Regions from separate parts of the Oryzias latipes genome. Here region 2 is linked to region 1. The links are chromatin contacts, called in public Hi-C maps. All regions are on one chromosome and are shown on one strand. The core of a region is the stretch at or near the end of the contact, and the rest is flanking DNA. Distances in the headings are between cores, read along the strand shown. Region 1 holds the start of sbspon (somatomedin-B and thrombospondin type-1 domain-containing protein). Region 2 has its middle 7.2 kb from the start of xkr9.

What was found. Hi-C and Micro-C count contacts between places; a contact is called where the count stands out from the background.
Region 2: a contact with region 1 is called in a Hi-C map of embryo, with 2.6 times the contacts expected there. The contact joins the enhancer-like site here to the promoter of sbspon in region 1. A contact is called at or near these places in 2 of 5 Hi-C or Micro-C datasets (both in embryo).

Annotation. Positions count from the first base shown.
Region 1 is chr20:16,230,967-16,235,568 of ASM223467v1, reverse strand. sbspon (somatomedin-B and thrombospondin type-1 domain-containing protein) reads right to left here and starts at 2,825. Exons shown (of 5, transcript XM_004081023.4): 1 at 2,231-2,825. The coding sequence starts at 2,456.
Region 2 is chr20:16,527,224-16,531,825 of ASM223467v1, reverse strand. No RefSeq gene overlaps it. Among protein-coding and RNA genes, the nearest start is that of xkr9, 7.2 kb to the left of the region's middle. Within about 2 kb of position 2,040, at least 2 of the 8 cell types and tissues checked have an H3K27ac peak or open chromatin away from gene starts, as enhancers often do. A contact at or near this core is called in embryo, where this site is marked.

The DNA of each region.
Region 1 (4,602 bases), core at 1,576-4,075:
GGTCCCATAGCACCTCACCTTTTACTTAAGCTGACTAAAGATGAAAAAACTGGGCTTTTACTCAACTACAATTGGGTTAATTAAGTTACTTTTTCTTTTTTTTTAAATATACTTTATTTTATTTGCATGAAAATGTTCCCGTCAACACTGGACAGTATAAAGATTTCTAACATGAAATCAACATTCATTTTGCTTTTAAAAATTATCATATCAGGAAAACAAGGACTGTGTGTGATCTCGTTATTAAATTAAAGCAAATGGTCTAAAATGAAATTCTGATTATCAGTCTTTGCTCGATATATTTGAAAAATATTGGTACAACAAATTCATTGAGCCTTGTTGTCAAACAAACTGTTAAAAAAAATTGCTTTTTCATTAAAGTTATACAGATTTTTATCTTAGTATCTAAAAATCCAAAATTTTAACATTAAAAACACAAATAAAATGTAAAAAAAATTAAACAAAGCCTGTCTTAACTGTAACTCACTACTCGAGTCATTCTTTAATGATTTACTCCTTTACTCTTAAGTAATCATTTGGATGACATTTTTTTCTTTTTCATCAAGTAATATTTTTAAAGTAAAACTACACTTAAGTATAATTTATGGATGCTCTACTCCTTCTGGTCTGCAGTTATGTAAACATCTGTGTTTGAGCAGAGGGGATCCTGCAGGTGTGTACAGGTGAGTCTGTTTACTGGAATGTACCATCTGGTTGTTTAATGTAAAAATAAATGTTTGAACCCTGGACCCCCTAAAGCAGCCTATGACAGGCAGGGGGATTCCCCAAAAGCATAAAAACCTCCACCCCCTGGACAACCCAATAGCAGCCACTCAGAGCCAGGACAGGAGAGACCTCAACTGAGGGTCATCCCAACAGAGAATAGGTAGACTCAGGGAACGGAGAACACATCCTCCAGGGTACCCTGGATCAAGTCCACTGCTCCAGATGCCCAAAGTCCCCATTAACCGCAGGTGAAAGGCCAAACACTGCAAGAGTCCCCACCACCTCCCACAGAGACAGCACAGCGCCACCCCACCAGGCAGTTCACCAGCCAGACAGGGGGATGCTCGGCACGGTCTTTATAAAATTAACGATTGAGACGACTATTGTAGTAATACTGGGCTTTTTAAATAAAATTGAATTGAATTAAGGACGAGAGGGATGACCCCCCCTACCCCATCCAAGGAGGAGATCTCTGGCAGAGAAGCACCATTGTCTTTATGGATGTCCAATTATTTCAACTTTCCATACCCAAACTATCTTTGACTGCTTGCAATGTCAAAAAGAAACTTACAAAAAATATTATTTTATGAAAGTTAAAACACTTTTACATTGGAGGGTTTTATTTGAAGCGCATTGCACTAGAATGAAGGTTTGTAGATATTTTTTCAATTAAATAATAATTGTCATGAATTGCATGTTTAGGTAAATAAATGTCTGCTGATGAAGAGTAATGACAATGGCATCATTTACATGTGGATGTATATGTATGAAGATGTATCCACCTTTAAATTTCCAATCATCTTTAGTGTATATATATATATATATATATATATATATATATATATATATATATATATATATATATATATATTTTTTTTTTTTTTTTTTTTTTTTTTCTTGAAAAAAACAATTGTAATGTGAAGCAGTGCCTTTTAGATAACGTATTATTCAGACGTGAACGGCTAGCTGCCCTTCTGCAGGTGCTTTCAGACTGTGCTCATTAGAAACCTGCATTCAATGATTTCCTTTCCCCTCCACTCGGATCTTGCACACGCCGTTCAGGCTTTGATGTCTTCAGCGTGCTGATGCGGTGGCCACCGACCTTTAACACGTGTTAAGAATGCCTCATTTGTTTGACTGGAACTGTAATTGCTACAAAACTGATTGACAGAGAGACATTCTTCACATTTTTCTACTAATTCCATTATGTGGAGTGGGCAACCATCTGAAATAAGAGCCAGCTTAGGTATTTGGTTTACAGAAGATCACGTTTTTTGGATAAAGGTGGACAAACTGGAATATTTGACACTTGTGGGGAAATGTCAAGTGTGTCCAGCCTCCTCAGCTCAGCCGCTGGATGTGCAGATTGGGAAAAGCAGCCCCTATTATTACAGTATTTAATGTTGATCCTTCTCCAACTCAAATCTGGTGGATTCAGTAGAAAATCTGCCTTTGCCTGCATCCCAAAGCAGCTTTATAAGTTGAAGGTGTGCCCATCACTCACCTGGGCACTCTGTGAAGTAGTCAAAGCAACAGTCCTTGGTTTTGACGCAGCTCTCATCGCAGTAGCACGTCCCGTATGATCGGTCCATTCTCCAGTCTGAGGTGTAGCAGCTCAAGTCTCTGCCCCAGCAGCACTTTCCTGAACAACCTCCGGTCACCAGGGAGTTCTGACCAACAGTAATCGCAAGCAGCAACCAGCAAGCAAGCCCAGCAGAGGATCCCACCATGATTGAGGGGGTTTGACACCAGTGGTCCACCCCTCAAGTCACACAGTTAGCAATCAAATAAGATTTGTCCCTTCAAAAATGTTCATTCCTGCTCTTCTTCATCTGTGCCCAAGAGTTTGGAACGGCAGTCCAGTGGCATCACAGGAATTCCTCGGGCCGTCTCGTGTGTCCAACACTTCCAGTGAATTCCTCTGCAAAAAGAGCAACAAGCCCACTGAGGCTCAGCCCTAACCATCCTTCCATTTCTTTGCTTGTGTGCAGCTGACTCCTCCTCAGACCTGATGTCTCTCCATGTTACCAGCTGAACGAGTTGCTCCGGCTGATTACACTCAGGAGGAGGAGGTGGAGGGAGGCGTGAACTACAACTCTGTTCTTTTTTCTCTTGCCTCATGTTCCCCCTTTTTTTACCTGTTTTTATTTTTTTTTATCTCTTTCTTTCAAAAATAACCCTGATACCAGCTCTCTGTAGAGTTTCTAAGAAAGGGAGGAATGCAGACACTTGGCTGGGTTCCATTTTGCCACAGGGCCCAAACCTGTTTAGTTCTAAGTTCTCTTTTTAAAAAACTGTAATCAAATTAAGCATTATTTAGTGTGCTATTATCTTACATTTACTTCTTTTGTGGTTTAATTAGAACATTTTGTGAAGCCGGTACTCAACTTAGCCTAAAATCAAAAAAAAAAGAATTAATTTTTGCTCTGAAAAAGACATTAAAAGCTATCCAAGCACATTTCCAAGTCTAATCATTTAAAATGTGTATTTTAAACATGAAATTTGTGTTAGCAGCAGTGATTGAACTGCAAATAAAAAAAAGAAATGTTATCAAAATGGGATTTTAATTTAACCATTTAAGCAAACACAACACTTTTTGCAACCTCAGAGGCTTTGGGGCTGCTTACGGTATCTGCTCTTTTTCTGTCTTCAGGTTAGGTTCAACTGTCTTTGTCATAAGACTAGTGTTCTACACCCAAGATGAAAGCAGAATCAATCTCACCAATAGGGAAGCCCAAATTGTTTCCAGATGGAATAAGTTCTTGAATTTTCTGAAGTTTTTTTTTTTGTGCTCTTTTACCCAACAAAAAGTCAAGAACACACCCAAACCTCCCATTTTCAAGTAGGATGAGACAAATAAAAGGCAATGTGCAAATTATTTTGTGTTTTTTAGGAGATAGGAACTTAAATGTAGATCCATTTATGCTCTGTAAAAAGCAAAACTGGTAAAAGCAAAAACTGATCCTGCCACTGGGAGAATTTGCATCGATTGAGGCTTTGCTGTGCATGTAAAGAAGGAATGGACATCAATCCTTGTGGGATTATTCTGTTATCTTGAAAGTGAAGCTTGCTGAGAGCCAAGGGTTGTTCTTTGATTTTTCTTGCCACTGAGCAGGCAGCTCAAGCAACAATAAAAGCCTTCATCTGGATCATACCCATCACAATGTGTCTGAATGGGTTTGTTTTCAAAGTATGAAAGCATTTAAACCAAAGCGTCCAGCAGAAGAACATGATTTGAACATTATTAGTGAAGAAACAGGAAGTGAAATTGATGTTTTTTGGTAATTAATTAGAACAATGTTAAGAAGATGCCTGCCTCCTGAAGTGTAAATCTCAGAAAGGCTTCAGTTAAGTTCCAGTTGTGATTGGTCCAGCGATCTATGATTTACAGTTGCGTGGGTTTCCTCTGACTTCAAAGTGCGTGAGGCTCACATCCGACGGACCCCCAACCCTGGACCTGCTGCCTTCTGTGCACATTTGTCAGATAAAATTTGCTTCCCATTAAAGCTTGGATTCTTGGTGTGTGTGAGTGGGGAGGGGGAAAATTTGAATCCCATTTAAAAATGTCAGGACAAATGAGTATTATTTAAGTTTACGGTCTTCTGTCGAGTTACAAATTGAGGTCCAGGGAGCGTTCAAGAGCGTATTTTCTATGTGTAACATTAAGATCGACAGATTTGGATTTGTTGAGGAGCAAACGCAGCTCCACTTCAAACACTACAAGTCTTGGAGATGACCTCCAACTCCATCACACCTTTACGGGGAATGCAAGCTGCTTGTTGCCAGGGCAACACCAGGTTGCCATAGTTTTGAAACAATTGTCGACAAAGATGTAAAAAAAATCCACCTTTAAAACCAATCTTGTGTTGTAAAGGG
Region 2 (4,602 bases), core at 791-3,290, 300 kb before region 1:
TCTTTTTGTTTTGCATCTCCACATCCTGAAACCGGGGTGGGGGACATTCCTGGCGCACGCCGTCCCCACAATTTGTATAGACACAATGAACCCACACAGGCAGGCTGTTTTCCATTAAAGCTTCAAAGTCCATATAAACCATGATTAATGAAGCCCCGAGATGCTGTATGTCTTTAATTATTATAGCTGGACTGCTGCACCACCGCCTCACATGCATTAGCAGTGCTGGTGATCTGATCATTGCTCTCTTGGCTCCTTCTGACATGGCAGCTTTGCTCCATGGAAGAAAGTAGATGAGGAATGATACACAACCGCAGCCCCCAACCCCACCCTTAGTTCATTCTTTTTTGGCTTCTTTTGAGCAGTGGCACCAACATTTCTTTAATCACTGTACATGCACATTTACAAATGAGTTTGGGCAGTGACAGATTGGAGAGCGGGCTCAGGGTAATTGCATGCAGTAGGCTGCTGTGTGATCAGAGCGTGGCATTGCGTTACCCACAGGGTTTTGTAAATAAAGTCCTCATGGCGTGAACAGGGACATTATTGAGTTTTGCTGGCTAAAATGCCCCAGCTATTGTTATTATTTGGATTTTTGGCTCCGGTGTGGCTGCATAACTAAAGCTGCACCAAGGAAGTCAGTCTGAGTTTCAACAGAAAGTACAACGAATGAGATCAGTGGATGGAATGCATCAAAAAATTAACTTGAGTTTTAGATACACTGAGCTTAATTTGGTCTCAAACTGATCTATGAATTTGATCCATTTCGTTCTAGAAACTCCACATAACTGTAGTCTGGTCCTTGAAGCTTTTCACAAGGAAACTTGGTATTTAGTGCAATTAATAAAATAAATGTTGTTACTCATAGCTACCAAAGCAGGATCACACAATAATACCACCACCACTGTGTTTAACCGAAAACAAGAGTTTAAATGGTGAATACACCTCGATTTCAAACCAATAAAGTCTTTTTGGAGATAAGCCCCTTATTTTATGATAATCTTTCTGTACCTTTTTCTAAAAGTCCCACTCCGATCATCTTTTGATCTTTTGCGAAAGCATTCCCAGTGTTTTTTTTATTTGTGATTTTACCGTTTTTAGCCAAAATCAAGCGTCGTTTTCTAGGAAATAATTTCTGGAGAGCACCAGGAGTTCATTAGAAATTCACCTCTTGAGTTGTGGGCCTGCCCATTGGCTATGAAGCCACCCCACCCCCTCCTCTTTACTGAGAGCTTTCTGTTTACACTCTCTCCCGATAGCTTACAGTCCCTAACAATCCCCAACCCAACATTACGGTGCAACAAAAACAGCGAGCAACATTGGAGCTATCCAGCCGCACACTTTTGAGCCAGATTCCAGCTCAGATGAGGCAAATAAAGACGTTCACGGATCTAGTCGTCTGCAAGTGGATGTATCAGAAAGGAGCGAAGCAGGAAGCTTATTTTTCATGTGACCGATACAATCTTTTTCAAATAGAATTTCTGCTACTTCTGATTCGCAATGATTTGAATAAAGAAATACTGAAAAAGCCAATTTTGAGCCAAATTTTCTTTAAATTTATTCGAAAAGTGCCACAAGACAAATGTTAAAAAAAACTCACCAAAACACAATTTTTTTTTAGAGTGGGTCTTTAAACACATTCATGGTCAAAACATCATGTGAATATTAACAAGTAAACCTACTGTAAAAGTTTCATCACTTCCAGCTGGGAATAGTAGAATACTTTCAATCATTTTTTAAACAGGTTTGTGTTTATCAACTTTAAGCAGGATAATATATTAAGTTCTTCTCAGCTCAGAAAGCAACAGATGTGAGTCATCTGTAAAGAACCTCATGGAGCAGAGCAGTTTCAAGCACAGAGGAGAAAAAAAATCTCCATACTCTGCATCTTTTCCAGTCGAGCAGAACCCACAATGAGAAAAGCGGAAGCTCATTTGTATAATCCTCATTTAGTGCAGGAGGTTTACGTCTCACAGTCATGGACAATCAGGGAGCATTAACATAAAGGTGCTACCTATCTTGGTTCTCTCACAGAGCCTCTCACACATACACACAGATGGAAAACAGAAGCCATGTTAGCGTTGGGCACACTCCCACAGCCCACAGGATGATGGATTATCAAGTGTTCCTGTTTATTTATGCTGCACAGGGTGAAGGAACTGGGGCAAAGACCTCATGCATACAACCCAAATACGGCAAATACAATCAGCTATGAAAAAAGATTGCTTTGTGCAAAAGAGCGTTCACATACATATGAGTTTGCAAGTCTTTCTGTGTGGTAAGCTTGATAATCAACATATTTCCTTCTGCAGATCAGTTCTAGGAGATCTCAGTGGAAGTCATTAATTTTAGTTTGTCTGCAGTCTGTCTGCTTGAATCCTTCCCTAATCAGGATCATCTATTGATAACTCGGAACAGGAAACGCTGTCTAATGACTGCTGTGGTATTTTTAACTCATGATTTGTTAGAAATGTCAAACCTTCAACTCTTTGTTTCAAATCAAAGCGGTTTTGGATTCAAAAATACACATTTTTTGGGGATTCATAGGTGATTGTAAGTTCATCCATTTAAGAAACATTAAAGATTTTGGCGCTCAAAGCCATGAGGAACCATCCTTGACCTGTGCGCAACACAGCTTATCAGCTCATGACAAATTCTATTCCACAGAGAATCAGAAAGCCCATTGATCTCGACAGCAGGGAAGGATGCTACGCATGATTATGACAAGAAGTAAGGTCTTTGATGCTGGTACGGTGAAATTTGTTATACGTTGAGCCAGTGCTAATGTGATTATGGACAAAGATCCATTAAATCTACTGTAAAAAGGCAGCCTGCATTAGTTTTGAACTTGATATGGAGCAGAAATGTGAGAGGTGAAACATTAAAGACGCTTTGATGTAATATTTAACCCATCTGCAGCGCACAGAAGGGGAGAAATGACCATATAACACATTTTGGGTCTGGAGCAAAAAAAAAACACTGCTATGTGTGATCTGGTTTCTTTTAGTGGCATTGTAGTGTGAGCATGAAAAGGGGAGCCTGTTGTTACCCTGGAGGACATTTAACTGAGCAATAAAATCAGAAGGGAAGAGACTCGGGATGTTCCTCCATCCTCATGGATTTGTGTCTTTATATTCCTGACAGCCAATATGAAAAAAAGTTTACATCTAAACTGTGAATTCTGGGAGTATTTTTTGTGTAAAATAACACAATTATTTACTGTTTTCAGCAACAAAATAAAAAAAGTGACATTTTTAAAATGTATCTGACCCATAATTTGTGTTGGAATGCTTAATAACAGTAACTCCTACCATGCATGCTCTTCATACCGTTAGTTAAATAAATTTAAGATTAAGGCCAAAAGGACAGAACTGAGCCAAGAGATGGTAAAAAAAAAGAAAAAAGAAGAAATGGTGAATGTTTTCATTTATGTTCTTAAAGCTATCAGTACAGCATCTCACTATGGTGTCAAGAGCGCAGGGTCTTTTGGTCTGACCCATAATGCAACAAAGGTGTGGTGACTGAGTCATGTGCTCAGAGAGACTCCCTGGCAAAAGTTTTGGAGCCCCCTGAGGAACCCCCCCCCGATCCTAACCGAGATAAAGCTTGCTGATGACTTCACCGTCTCTTCTAAAAAACATCCCGGCGGTCTTCTCTTATTAGCATGTGTAATGTAGCGGGCAGTGAAATGATAATGTGCCGTCTCCTTCACACTGACTGGGTTCCGACCACAATGCCCCAGGCAGTGGTCCAGCTAAATAACAATCTGAGGGTTAGACAGTCAAAGTATTGCAACGACATGTGGTTTGTTCTGCATCCTGCCCGTGCAAAAGCGAATGCAAGCATGTTTGCCACTGAGGTTTGAGCAGTTACTTTGTTTGAGCTTCTGAAGATCAGTGTGTGGATTAAATTGGTTAAATTTGAGTGGAAAAGTGTGAACGGCTGGTGTAAAAGGGAACTAAGCGTCTTATTCTTCACAGAGCAATGGAGCAGCATCTCAGCATTGGGGCTCTAATTTTTTGACATAATTATTTTTGATCATTTTATGGAGGAAAAGGATGGTTTATGCCACCCAAGGGTCCAATAGGCCAGACTGAATTCCTGCTCAGATAGCGCTCTGAGCTTCAGGCAGGCACATGTGGGACTTCTTCCTGCAAACATACAACTGCTCACAGTTTCTGCATATTTATAAAGGCCTCCCTTGGATTCTTGGCTTATGTATATGTTTGGCCTCCAAGTCCCTTTGCTGCTGTCATGACCCTGAGGGTGAAGGAGGCCTTCCAGTGCAGATCACATATGTAAAAGTCTATGTAAAAGCTGTTTGTGGGAGAAGTAACAATGAATTTCACATCCATAAGAAAAACTCTATTGGATAAACTAGTCGGATTTTGCTTTTTATTATGATCTCAATAGGAATCTAGTTTTGTAGTCTCAAATTCACAGCACAGGCGCTTCAATTGTAAACCAGTGAAACAACTTTTGTCCACTAGATGGCAGTACACGCGCACCCAAATGTGTTGAGGTGGAGGCCCACGGTGTCGCGCGGCTCTCAGCCGCCGTGTCCCCGTCTGTGCAGAGGCGACAAGGAAGCGAGACACCTGA